3 separate regions of the Mus musculus genome follow, and regions 1 and 2 are each linked to region 3. The links are chromatin contacts, called in public HiChIP or PLAC-seq maps. All regions are on one chromosome and are shown on one strand. Each heading gives the region's core, a stretch centred on a gene start, on an enhancer-like site or on the middle of the called end of the contact. The rest is flanking DNA. Distances are from core to core; before and after follow the strand shown.

Region 1 (4,401 bases), core at 1,501-4,000, 330 kb before region 3:
AGTGGTCCTGGATCCTTTTGAAAGGGAAGAAATGGAATCCTTATATTAGTCAGCAAACTTTCTTCTACAAAGGTCCAGATGGACAATACTTTATGTTTGAAGGCTTTGCAGTCTCTGTCCTGGTAACTCAATAGACATGCTTGCTCTGACATGTTTGCTATCCTAGAATTAGTTTTTCAGTGTTACTGGGGAGATCTACCCCAGCAATGCTGTCAGCAGCCTGGTGTGTCTCCTAATGGAGCCTTGGAGACTTCTGCTCTGGTAAGGCAAGAATCTTGACTATGCTGCAGAAATTAATTTCTAGATGAGGCAGGAGTTGATTAAGATCAGAAGGAAACACACTGGAAAGCATGGGCATTTTAGAGAAAAAATGTTCAGGGAAACATGGGATCATGATGTGGGTGACAGTATGCTTAGTTATCTTTACAATGACGTATTTAATCCTGGCTTTCCGTGTTAAATTTTCCAAAAGACATAATTTATGACAAAGGTTAAAGATTAAGCCAAGTTTATATATTTAAGTAAAATTTGAAAATTAAATAAAGCAGGCAAGTTGAATTATTTGTTTTTCTTAAGGAATTTCCTTTTATAAATGAAATTATAAGGTTTATTTTTTTGGTAGGAGTATGGCACATTGTTTAGATCACAGATGGAAGCACAGTATAATTGTGAAATTCAAGGTCACAAACATTCTAGTTCTAAGTAGGTACAATTGATTTGTTGTTCTTAGCATCGTCTTTTGAGAAGTCTTCAGGAAAATACACATAATACCTGTAGGAAATTTCAAGTTTCTTGACTCTTACGAATGAGAAACTAGATCACAAGATGAGGGGTCTCTTCCTATATCATAGTCCACTAGCTCCCACTGTCTGTGTATACTGTCTCAGTTATATACCACTCTCAAGTGAAAAATAATAATATAACAAGCCTTTTTGGGTACCAGAATTTAAAGTTCATATAATTTTCATACCCGACAATGCCTTCTTCATTTGATTTCTTTATCTTTTCTTCCTTTTTTATTTTTCATACTAGGGCTGAATCTTGGGCTGCATGTATGCTAACTGTATCTCCCACTAAATGAGCTATACTCTAAACACCGGAGAGGTTTTAAAAATCATTTAAAAATTTAAAAATGATCTTTAGCTCATGGGACAATGCGGGCAAATGGTAGCTACCAACTCTTTGTAGACCTTTGTTGCAACCCTAGACCCAAACAATAGAAGACAACCTAAGGTTTCCCAGTTGTAAAAGGACACATTCTAGCACACAGAAGGCGTTTATGGTTTCAATTTTCCTTGACAATGTATATTTTCAGAAATATTGGAGTATGCCTACAACCTATCATGTTGAAAACTAGGTGTGTGTGTCACTCATGTGCTACACAGGAACCTGGCACCATTGGCATAAAGTAGTATTAGGTGCCCACTGGAATGCATAGCCTTGATGATCAGCAGATGTAGGTGGTTTGATTACATAGTCCAGTATTTCTCCCTGCAAGACACTTAATACGTAGGATAAATGTCTTGTTTAAATAGGTGAGTCTCTGGGTTGTTTGTATAGTTTAGGATGAGTAAAAGAGAATTCTCCAGAGGGAGTTACTGGGCTGCCTGCCAGTGTGGTTATATTGATTCAAGCCAACCATATTTATAATATGTGCTGATGAATAATGTCACATCTGTTATGCTTAAGCTATTTCTTTAGTCCCCAGAGCCCCATAGCATGGCATACACTGAGAGCTTAGTAAGTAATTGGTGAATTTACATAAACATAAGCCACTGTCCCTTGACCAATCTTTTATTAAGAATTTATTGATTTTTTTCTCATGTGTTTATTCTATGTGTGGGTGTAGCACTGTGCACTGGTGGAGGTCAGAGGACAACTTACAGGAGCTAGTTCCTTCTTCCCGTCACTTATGTTCTAAGGATCAAACTCTGGCAAGTGCCTTTACCCAGTGAGCCCTCTCTCTAGCCCCTTATGCAGAACTTTGGAGTTGAGAGGAAAGGTTCAAACATTGAACAATGATGTTTGGGCATAGTGCTACAGGTCAGGCCCTGTATTATCTGCATTCTTCTTTCCTGGAAGACAGCCTTCTTCATTTGCAAGTGATAAATTACCCACTTACAAGCCTTACAAGAGCTGATGGAAAGCACCAAAGCCCAGAGTCTGAAGTTTGGTCAGCTCAATGAGTACTACTTGAATCTAACCTTTAGATTAGAAGGGCACCATATTGAGATTGGTAGGGACCTGTTAACTGTAAGACTGTTGGTACATTTTGGTATGGTCTAGAGACAATTCTTCAGTGGTATCTGGGTTGGATTCTTGTCTGTGTGGATTTTCTTTTCATTTGTGTTCTAGCCTGTTTGGTTCTTTATACCTCTCTTACAGGTCAATAGGCAAAAGCATTTTGTTCTTTTATAATGCTGGAGCAAACCTGTATTTGATCATAAAACTAGAACATGTTCAACTTACTTGATTGTCAATAAAAGTCAAATGAAAGATCCATCTTCACTAAATCTGCTTATTCTTAGCAAATTGCACAAATCTTTTGTGATATAACATGTTCAGGCTTTGATAAGACACTTTACTATGTAATATGCATTTATTCAATTATGTGGGTGATTCTTTGTCTCTGTGAGGCTGAATCATTCCATAATGCACTGCAGCTTGCACTGAGCTTGGAGAGCAGCCATCTCTGCTATTATTAAACTCCATTTGCTTGCGTTCAGACAAGTGTGTGTATTGTGCAGCCCCACCCCTTCCTGGTGTCCTTGAGGTGAGCATGTTTCTTCTGCTATGCTTCTTTTCCCACCCACAGGAATCCCCGTGACCATCTGAGACTATGAGTCAAAATACATTCTTAGTTCTTTAGTTTGTTTTTCTCTAAGTTGGATGTTCTTGGGGCCCCGCAAGACTTCTTGGGAAGGCAGGGAGAACCATGGGCCAGATGATGGTTGTCAAGAGGCAGCACACAGCTCACCTCTGTTGCTTATACCCCAGGTGGGCCAGACTGGCAGGGGATTGATGGGGAGGAAAGTCTACACTGGATGTTCCTGAAAGTCTACACAGGCCTCCTGGGAAAAGCATCAAGAGCCATGGGCCGGAAGATGAAGGTCAAGGGATTGTAACTTTAATTTTTTCAAACTTTATTTTTAATGATGGTTCTTTATTTTTATTAGGTATTTTCCTCGTTTACATTTTCAATGCTATCCCAAAGGTCCCCCATCCCCACCCCCCCATCCCCTACCCACCCACTCCCCCTTTTTGGCCCTGGCGTTCCCCTGTACTGGGGCATATAAAGTTTGCAAGTCCAATGGGCCTCTTTTGCAGTGATGGCTGACTAGGCCATCTTTTGATACATATGCAGCTAGAGACAAGAGCTCCAGGGTACTGGTTAGTTCATATTGTTGTTCCACCTATAGGGTTGCAGTTCCCTTTAGCTCCTTGGGTAATTTCTCTAGCTCCTCCATTGGGGGCCGTGTGACCTGTCCAATAGCTGACTGTGATCATCCACTTCTGTGTTTGCTAGGCCCCGGCATAGTCTCACAAGAGAGAGCTATATCTGGGTCCTTTCAGCAAAATCTTGCTAGTGTATGCAATGGTGTCAGCATTTGGAAGCTGATTATGGGATGGATCCCTGGATATGGCAATCACTAGATGGTTCATCCTTTTGTCACAGCTCCAAATTTTGTCTCTGTAACTCTTTCCATGGGTGTTTTGTTCCCATTTCTAAGAAAGGGCAAAGTGTCCACACTTTGGTTTTCATTCATCTTGAATTTCATGCGTTTGGCAAGTTGTATCTTATATCTTGGGTATCCTAAGTTTTTGGACTAATATCCACTTATCAGTGAGTACATATTGTGCGGGTTCCTTTGTGATTGGGTTACCTCACTCAGGATGATACCCTCCAGGTCCATCCATTTGCCTAAGAATTTCATAAATTCATTTTTTTAATAGCTGAGTAGTATTCCATTGTGTAAATGTACCACATTTTCTGTATCCATTCCTCTGTTGAGGGGCATCTGGGTTCTTTTCAGCTTCTGGCTATTATAAACAAGGCTGCTATGAACATAGTGGAGCATGTGTTCTTCTTACCGGTTGGGACATCTTCTGGATGCCCAGGAGAGGTATTGCGGGATCCTCTGGTAGTACTATGTCCAATTTTCTGAGGAACCACCAGACTGATTTCCAGAGTGGTTGTACAAGCTTGCAATCCCACCAACAATGGAGGAGTGTTCCCCTTTCTCCTCATCCTCGCCAGCATCTGCTGTCACCTGAGTTTTTGATCTTAGCCATTCTGACTGGTGTGAGGTGGAATCTCAGGGTTGTTTTGATTTGCATTTCCCTGATGATTAAGGATGTTGAACATTTTTTCAGGTGCTTCTCTGCCATTCAGTATTCCTC
Region 2 (4,353 bases), core at 1,216-3,715, 500 kb after region 3:
ATGAATGTATATATGTATGTATGTATCTATATGGATATACATACATGGATACCCATGCAGAGGGGAAAACACATAATGCTAATGCAAAATTATAGTGATACAGAGTAATGTTTGTTTATATATATGTATATTTCTATGTATAATATTCATGATTTGTTATTACACCAAACAAGAGAATATATCTAAAACAGATAATAAATTTCACAAGGCCACTAACTTTCTAAGCTTGTTTTACTTACATTTTGAAATTGTGCAGATCTGGTCTGGATGACTTTAGAATAAAGCAAAGTATATATGGCATGATATTATGGTAGTCTTATTAGCCATAAAGTTACAATTTCCATATGTATTTATTATTATGTATTATATATAATATATGGGCAAATACATGAATACAGTATATAATTGGGTGTGCCTCTGTGTGTGTTTGCTGAGCTTATTTTTTATTTTTGTTGCTTCTGTGCATATGGTTTTAGGGTTGACCACTTTGCACTGGACCTCCAATTAGGAAAGTCATCCTTATAAAAGGCTAATTCTCTAGCAGGAACAGTCATTAGTTGGCTGTAGTTCTCTGTCTAGGGGTGATAGCCTACAAGATTTCATATTAGCAAGATTGCTGATCTGTCGTTGTTCAAATCTTCTCCAGGAAACATTTTTAAGACAGGCAGCTACAGAACAGAATTGGTGGTCCTCCGGCTCTTAACAGTCTTTCTGCTCCCTCCTCCATGATGTCTCCTGGGGTTCTATTTTATTCTAAAAATAGTATATTATGGTTTTACATTGTAACACCAAACAGGATAACTGCCAGTACACTTACATTCTATTTTTCTTATATTGTTATTTGTGTTTGTTTCACCTCAATATAAGTCAACATAGAATTTATCCAATCCCCAACTCCAAATTAGAGAACAAAACATCCACCGATGTAAACACTCACTGGAGACATTGGAAGAGAATGAATTAGAGCAAAATCAATTTTCTCTCTTTCTAAGTTCTGAATACCCACAGAGAGGGGGAAAACGGTACACAATGCACAACAATAAGGATGCAGAGCATCATTTTGAGCATAAAGTCATCAACACACCATTAGTAGCTCAGTGAGGAAAGCAGACAGTGCATTATTGACACTTAAATGGGGCTTAAGATATTGTACCCATGGGTCTGGTGCCTTAGATACGTCTTCTGCCCAACTAAAATTCTATGGAAAGATAGAGTATTTGAAGGTGAGGAAAAAGAAGAGGCATAGAGGAGATAAAAGAGAAGAAGGAGGAGAGGTAAGAAGGGGGAGGAGAGAGAGAAAACCTGGACAAAGAAGAAGGGGAGAAGTGGGTAGGACAGGAAAGAAGAGGAAGAAGAAAGGATTATTATTATTTAGTTGAAAAATATTTGCAGTACAAAAAGAACAATATATATGCATAAGAAAAAGTTTGTTTCAGAAGTAAATCTAAATAAGATTTTAAAAATTAAGATGTAAAGGATATGAAGTCTTATGCAGTTACTGCTGTTGAGAAGATATTTCCTATGATTCCAATTTGCTCAGATTTGTTTTAGGATATGTAAGGTATTTACAAGAAGTTCCAAATCATTGGAAAAACTGCCTGTAATCAGGGGGAAGAGCTGCAGAAGTCCATAAGAATGATGTGTCCTGTACACAGCCACAATAGATAGCATCCAGGAAGCCATATTAGACCAGGTTAGAACATAAAAGTACCTTTTAGTCTCTATAATTATCTTGGAAGGTTATTGCCTCCATCTGTTAACCTGGGCTTAGTCTTGCAAGCTTCTAGCCTCAGTACAATCTAAACTAGGCCTCTGAGATTTGCTGCTGAATAAGCTTACCATTTCTTGTTCTTTCTGAGCTCAGGCTGGCTGGCTCAACTCAGGTGTTCCGGCTCAAACTCCTCTCCACACTTACTGATTTAATCTGGCTTCTCTCAGCCTCTGAATTTCTCTATTTGCACTCAAAACTAACTCTGGCAATCTTTTCTAATCTTCTGACTTCTTCTCATTCTCTTGCTCATTCCATCTTTAACTGTGTCTAACTTGTTCTATCTTTAATCCATCTCTGTATAACTCTCCTGGTAAAACTGCCTCCTTTTCCCTCTCTGTGCTGCTCTACTCTCCCTCTCAACTCTACTGTACAGCCTCCACAAATTCTACTGTATCCCTAGACTATATTCTCTTCTTCCTCTACCCTCTGTCTTTTCCATAAATTTCTTCCCTTCCTTTTCTCTTCTTCTGAAAGTTGGGAATATCCTGTTTTGTCAAATCTTTCTCTGATTCATCACTTTGTCTGCCACGCCATTAGACAACATTTTCAAACATGAGTGCTCCTTTCTACAAACTTTACATTCATTGTTTGAAATTAGAGATAAGTACAAAGGGCATGTCTGTATGCTAGCCAGAGGGGTTAAAGCTGTGAGCTAATGGCTGTGCCACACCCTAACTAGAAACAGGTCCAAATATCCAATATCCTGTAACACTGGAATTCTAGTCTCTTGATTCTCTGCCAAGCATCTTTTCATCCACAGTATGTTGTGCCAAGTTTCCAGCACAGATGGCAATTCCTGTCCTGATAGATATTTTGTTTGCACACCTCATAACTCTGACCTTCCTTTCCTGCTCACGACAATACAACACTCACAAGTATCAGCCTGGGGAAGATGATCATTAAAACACACAGCATATCATTTCAATCACTCATTTTGCTGGAGAGTAATAACCAGAGTATAAGAAGAGGTTATCAATGGTTATTCCTGAAGTCTCATCACAGGGAATGTGAGACCAAAAGTTTATTCTTCAGTGCATTGTAGGGACTTGGACAGCTCATCAGACTTGAAACCACATGCCCTATGTCCACAATGGCTCCACTGTTCACTACTAAGGAAGTCAACCTAGGTACCACAACTGCCACACCTCCATCAGGAAGCTCATCTCACAAAGTCTTCACTCAATGGATATTCCAAGTGCCACACAGAGCTGTTTCTCTCAAAGAGGTTATCTACTATTTTAATAGCTTAAAATGTGACTACACCAAGTAAAGGGATCCATAAAATTTCAATGTCCACCAGGTTTAGAAGACTTACCATGAAGAAATGGAGCACGGACTGTAACTTTTATATTGAACATATTTTAAGAATATATTACTTATAGTGAGTTAAAGAAAAATATAAATAATTTAGTCTGTTTCTTTGAACTGTTTAAAATATGGCTATTGGACATTTTTAAATGACGTATGTGGCAAATCTTATATGTTACTCATTTCATTTTGACTAGACACTGGTCTATTGCAGATTAAATGAGCTTATAAGTGATACTTTGACCTATTCTTACAAAGTCATATACAGGATTGTTAGTATAAATTTTGAAGGCCTTTGAAAAGCAAAAGTTGATATGCAACTGTTGTGATATATACACATGTATGTGTATACATATATGATATACACAAACATATATATATGCATACATAATTACAGAATAAGACAATTTTATAGCCTGGGCATTTTGTCTTCACTGTCAACCATAAGAAATATGTTTGCTTGATGTCCCATTCCATTGTAAGAACTGTTAATACTGAAAACAGCATTATAAAGAAAATAATGCATGCTAACTATTAAGAGTTTATGAATAACCTCAAAACTAAACAGTACTTTGTGCTAGGTTTTTGCTAATGAATTACATGTTTGTTATGAATACAGTCCAGAAGATTTAAGAACACAAATTGGTATCTATTTGACTAAGCCATTGGGAAAATGCTTGGATACATCCAGTAAATGTTGCCTAAGTGTGCTCAGAAATGAAAGGAACATAATAGTAGGAATTACACTGAAAGGTTTTAGCTCATGTTGGAATAAGTGTTCTTAGTATATAGTAAGGACAGAGTCACCATGTCTTCTTGACCAATAACTTAAATGCTTAGACAATTTTGTCAAAGAAATATTTTGAAGATTGGTGGGATATGTATTAAATATGTGTTAAATTTTCACTGTACAGAATAACATGACTCAGTCTGTCAGAAATTCAAGCTATGTTGACTCCTCCTTATTTAAGCCCATTCTTCCCGTGTGTGGGATTGGTTCAGCAGTTACACTAGGCAATTTTCTTGAGGGCTGATGTCATAAAACACACTAGATTTTCTATATTAGTACAGTCATTTCTAGAGTCTTCTGTTTTGTCTATAATTTGTTCTCTTATGGCTCTAGAAACAATGTAGACCAAAATGGATTCCTCTTTGGTATTAATAAAGAATCTTGATATAAAACTATAAATATTAGACTGACCAAAGTCAAGGAGTCATGTTTTGTCATAAATCCAGTGTCTAGGAGTGTGGAAAGATTACAGAAACCTAATACC
Region 3 (4,349 bases), core at 868-3,367:
GAGACAGGTCTTTCCTCTGAGATGCTTGGGAACATGCCTAGGTAGTAGCACACAGGGAATACGGTCCATGGGCCTAAATTTCTGCAGTGTTTGGGATCTAGCGTCATCTGATTTCTGTACAGAACAGAACTGATGGAATGACTCACTATTACAAAGGAGAGTTACCAGCTTGGCTTACACAGTTAGGAGTAGGGAGTTCAATGGACCCTGCACACTGAGAGGTAACTGCTCAGACCGACATGCCTCTGAAGTGCTGATCTAATAATCAAGGCCTGGAGTGTTCCTTTTGAGTCCATTTTGGAAAACTGAAGAAGCCGCATCCAATGTCATTGAAGGATGACAGCAGCAATGGCAACAGTAGAGTAGATGTGTTCACCAGCAGGGGGAGAAGGGAAGCAGGCAAAAAGCAGCTTTCCCTCAGGCCACCCCAAGGATATATGCTGGTCTACCTTCCCCACTTCTTAAAGGAAACAACCACCCAGATCCTTCCATAGGCATTTTTCTTAACTGATTGCAGGTTAATCAAGTTGATAACCAAGAGTGAACTGCACAGATCTCTAAGAAAGAGGATTCCATGTTAATATTGAAATTATGTGTGCAGGCCTGCATATCTTTATAGAGATGACATATAAAAAATATTAAACATCTTAACTGATCATTTGTTGTTATCTTGTGAAAAACTGTAAGATTTAACATCCCTGAAGCTGGACACCTCTAAAGGAAAGAGGCATATTTAATGCACAGTGTTGGACAACACCAAGTGACCTCATTAATGTGTCACTTGGTCGCAGTGCCGTTGGGGTATATGTGGCTTCCCCATGGTGAAGGTACACACAAGAAGGAGAGAGCACATGGTGAGAGAGTAATGTGGGTTGGCATTCTTATAACAGCTCGTTCTGATGGGAACTGGATGAGATTCCTGTAGAGTTCCACTAACGCCTTCCAAGGGCAGCTCTAAGACTGCCAATGACTGAAAAACTGCCACTATGAGTTACAAGACAAGTAAAGTTTAAATGAAGCTGGAGTAAGGGACACATAGAAGCCAGATGTCATCAGCAAAGCAAATATTTGCTTGCCAGAAGATCTGTTTTCTCAGTTGGTAAGTAGGAGGCACCAGCCACCTATTTTGATGACAAAGCTGAACTGAGATGCAGCCCCATTCATCATCTGCCGCCATTTTCAAGCTATCGTGGACATTGATGTAATTACAAGAAAAACCATAAGACTTTCCAAGTATGTGCTACTTATTACCTGGCCCTTGGTAGAAAATTACTTTAATTTGTACAGTAATGATAACTGTTATCTCCTACTTTTCTGCCATAAATGAACGCTTGGGTGGACATAGTCTTGCTCAGGTGCTTTCTCCCCAACTTCACACTATTTCAGTTCTCATTCATGGTTAACATCTGACCATATCTCAAGGTAGGGCTAAAATAACACTTTGCTATAAAGACCTGCAATGTAGGGAACGAATAGGGCATGCTTCACATTCCACTGGCCTTAATACTTCCAAGCTCCCTGCTCCCTTCTGGTCTGTGCTCACTTGTCATACGCAGATTTTAATCCATTTCTCTGCCTTTTCCAGGTAATCTGTCACTTGTGGGTTGCCATGCCTGGAGCATACACAGACATAACACAGAGATAACATAATAGGCTCTTGTTACCAGTGAACTGGAAAGCCATGGTCCTTAGCAAAAAGACTACAGTCAGAGCACTTTTCCAGACAAAGAACACACGTTGTCCTGAGGAGAAGTTAATCAAGCTTTACTGAAATGAAAGCAAGGCAGTTAAGAACAGACCTCACAAAAGTCATTGCGGGCTGAGTGGGAAACCCTGGCTGACTCTCAAGTCTTTGCTGCGTTTACTTTCCATTGTGGGCTCAGGGGACTTAGGCTTTAGGGGCAAACGTCAGCCCTAGGTGTAAACCAGCCTCTCTGTTTAATAAATGAACCACTGCTGGAGGGGGAAGTCTAATGCCAGTGTCACAGGGAACGGGAACGTGGGGTGAAGACTTCATGGAAGCATTGTACTAGCCACACAGTCTAGTGTACTGTTTCATACCCTGGTAAATGTTAGGTTTATTTTCTCTTAAGAATGATGTAATATACACTGTAGAGTGTAAACAAGATAGCAAGATGACTCAGTAGGTAACAGTCCTTGCTGCCCAGTTTCATGGCCTAAGTTTGTTCCTAGATCCCCAAGTGGTGAAAGGAGAGCAGCAACTCTCACAATTTGTTCTTTGACCTCCACACATGTACCATGGCACGTGTATGAGCATACACACACACACACACACACACACACACACACACACACACACACACACAGAGACACACACACATAGTAAATGTAAAAAAATAAGAGTTATACATTGCACATAATTTATAGCAAATATTTTAATATTAGGAAGCATCTGAAATGTGTAAAATATTGAGATAATTGATTGTGATAAATTATATCAGTGAAGCAACAGACCTTGATATTTTCATTGGTAAGGTTTACTAATGCGTAACATTTTTGACAGCAAGACTATCCATATTTGAGATATTTTGAGCCTAAATATTTTAATGAAATGGAGTTTGATGGGAGTGTTTAAACTTCACATGTTCCCCTGTTTTGGTTTAGAAAAAAATATAATTTTGTTATATAGAAAATTCACAAATGGTGTTCTCATTAAACTTTATTTTAAAGAACATACCTAAGACATCTATGTGAAGTCTGTAGATGAGGCTGTTGTTGTAAATTCGACTATCAGCTGGTGGTTATGTGAATCTTTGTATTTGATTGCTCTTATTCAAATTGAGATGGCCTTGAAACCTGTCAGATCTGGGACACTGTGTGAAATAATGTCTTTGTTCTTTTATTCAGACAAACTAAAATGGTTTTAGTCCGGGCAGTCATGGGATTTCTGTGACGCCAGATCAGATTTTCCAAATGATGCTCTCAGGAGGGCTAAATCTGATGCGTGTGTTAAGGAACACAAAGCCTACCCTATGGAAAGCAGATGTGGCATAAGCACCAGGCGTTTCTCTATCTGCTTCTGGCTTACTCGCTTGTGTTTTGATAGTCATCCTTCATCCTGGTTCTGTTGCAGGAAGAGTTCTGGATGGATGGCAGCTGGAAGCCCATCGCCATAGCCAGCTCATCTTCAACATTGAAGCTCTTACCTGGGCATTAAGTAATGAAAATTTTGGTAAGGAAAAAAGCAGACAAAAATAGCATATGGCTTTTCTTATAAGGTCACCTTAATCTCAGTTCTACTTTATAATAAGTCGCATGATTATTCTCTAAACATCTCTGGCTGCGACAGACATCTGTTTCTCCAAGATTTATCTTGATTTTAAGAATAAGTAGCATGGGCTTTGGAAAACAAGACTAACAGTATGCCTGTATTCTTTGTGCCATTGTTAAGGTGTTATTACACTTCACTCAGTCTCTTTTGTTCTCTAAATGTCTATTCACTTCGCACATTGTGTCTCTGAGGGCAAGGTCTGGTGTTAGGCATCTTTCAGCAGAGTCTACACAGAGTACAGACTCCTGGTGTTTGAGGTGTTGACTGGCGCTGCTCTCTGTAACTATAAAATCTCTGACAGCACTGACAAGGCAGGTCAGAGAATTAAAACTGTGTCTATCTCAGACAAATAAGGTCCTAAATAACCAAATTAAGTTTTCATGTAGGAGCTGTTAGAATGAAAAAGGATATACTTCTTTTTGAGACAGGATTTCATAACTATGTAGCGTTGGGTGGCCTGGAACTCACCAGGGTAGTCCTGAGCTTACAGAATCCCTTGTTCCTGTCTCTCTCATCCTAGGTCCGACGACATCAATCCTAGCCCTGGCCCAAATACTTTTATTGGTTTAAATTTTATCCAGTTTTTCTCTGTGTGATAATATGTATTTTAATTTCCATATACTTGTATGAAATGAATGTAAAACTAGTGTGCTTGCTATTGTGTGACATTACTAATCTATGCTGTTTATAATGTGTAGTCTATTAATAAAGACAGAAGGGCAAGAGGAAGAGGATAATGACAGAAAAAGCTCAGTAGTCCCAAGAGTATACATGTCAGTAATTAAGAATGTCAGTTTATCATTGACCTTCAATTGGAGAAATGGCTACTGGAGATATTGTACATACAGAGAGCTGGATATTAGAATAAAACAAAACAGAAGAGCCACTGAAATTTCACTGTTTCCATAAAGAGTATTGATTGTGAAATGACACCTTTACAATTTTGAACCTAAAATACAATAAAATTCAGTCTTCCATGTTTTTAACTAGAGATGTTTTACCATTTTGTCTACATTTATGTTTTCCAGAAACCATATATGAGGAATACATCCATCTC

The links. HiChIP or PLAC-seq counts read pairs in DNA pulled down with a chosen protein or histone mark.
Region 1: a contact with region 3 is called in an HNF4G HiChIP or PLAC-seq map of pancreatic cancer cells. The contact joins two enhancer-like sites. A contact is called at or near these places in 1 of 39 promoter capture datasets (liver), 5 of 15 datasets of contacts at CTCF or cohesin (embryonic stem cells, large pre-B cells, liver and 2 more), 82 of 484 Hi-C or Micro-C datasets (the AML12 cell line, B cells, the Ba/F3 cell line and 48 more), 4 of 115 datasets of contacts at active chromatin or transcription factors (bone marrow-derived dendritic cells, fibro-adipogenic progenitors, kidney and 1 more) and 1 of 9 other capture datasets (liver).
Region 2: a contact with region 3 is called in a FOXA1 HiChIP or PLAC-seq map of pancreatic cancer cells. The contact joins two enhancer-like sites.

The regions. Positions count from the first base shown.
Region 1 is chr8:82,676,295-82,680,695 of GRCm38.p6, reverse strand. No RefSeq gene overlaps it. Among named protein-coding and RNA genes, the nearest start is that of Zfp330, 96 kb to the left of the region's middle. Within about 2 kb of position 2,750, at least 5 of the 459 cell types and tissues checked have an H3K27ac peak or open chromatin away from gene starts, as enhancers often do. A contact at or near this core is called in pancreatic cancer cells, where this site is marked.
Region 2 is chr8:81,848,348-81,852,700 of GRCm38.p6, reverse strand. All of the region lies in intron 7 of Inpp4b (inositol polyphosphate-4-phosphatase, type II), which reads right to left. Among named protein-coding and RNA genes, the nearest start is that of Gm25267, 300 kb to the left of the region's middle. Within about 2 kb of position 2,465, at least 13 of the 459 cell types and tissues checked have an H3K27ac peak or open chromatin away from gene starts, as enhancers often do. A contact at or near this core is called in pancreatic cancer cells, where this site is marked.
Region 3 is chr8:82,344,444-82,348,792 of GRCm38.p6, reverse strand. It overlaps Il15 (interleukin 15), which reads left to right. Exons shown (of 8, transcript NM_001254747.1): 3 at 3,095-3,193; 4 at 4,321-4,349. The coding sequence starts at 3,182. Among named protein-coding and RNA genes, the nearest start is that of Il15, 56 kb to the left of the region's middle. Within about 2 kb of position 2,117, at least 10 of the 459 cell types and tissues checked have an H3K27ac peak or open chromatin away from gene starts, as enhancers often do. A contact at or near this core is called in pancreatic cancer cells, where this site is marked.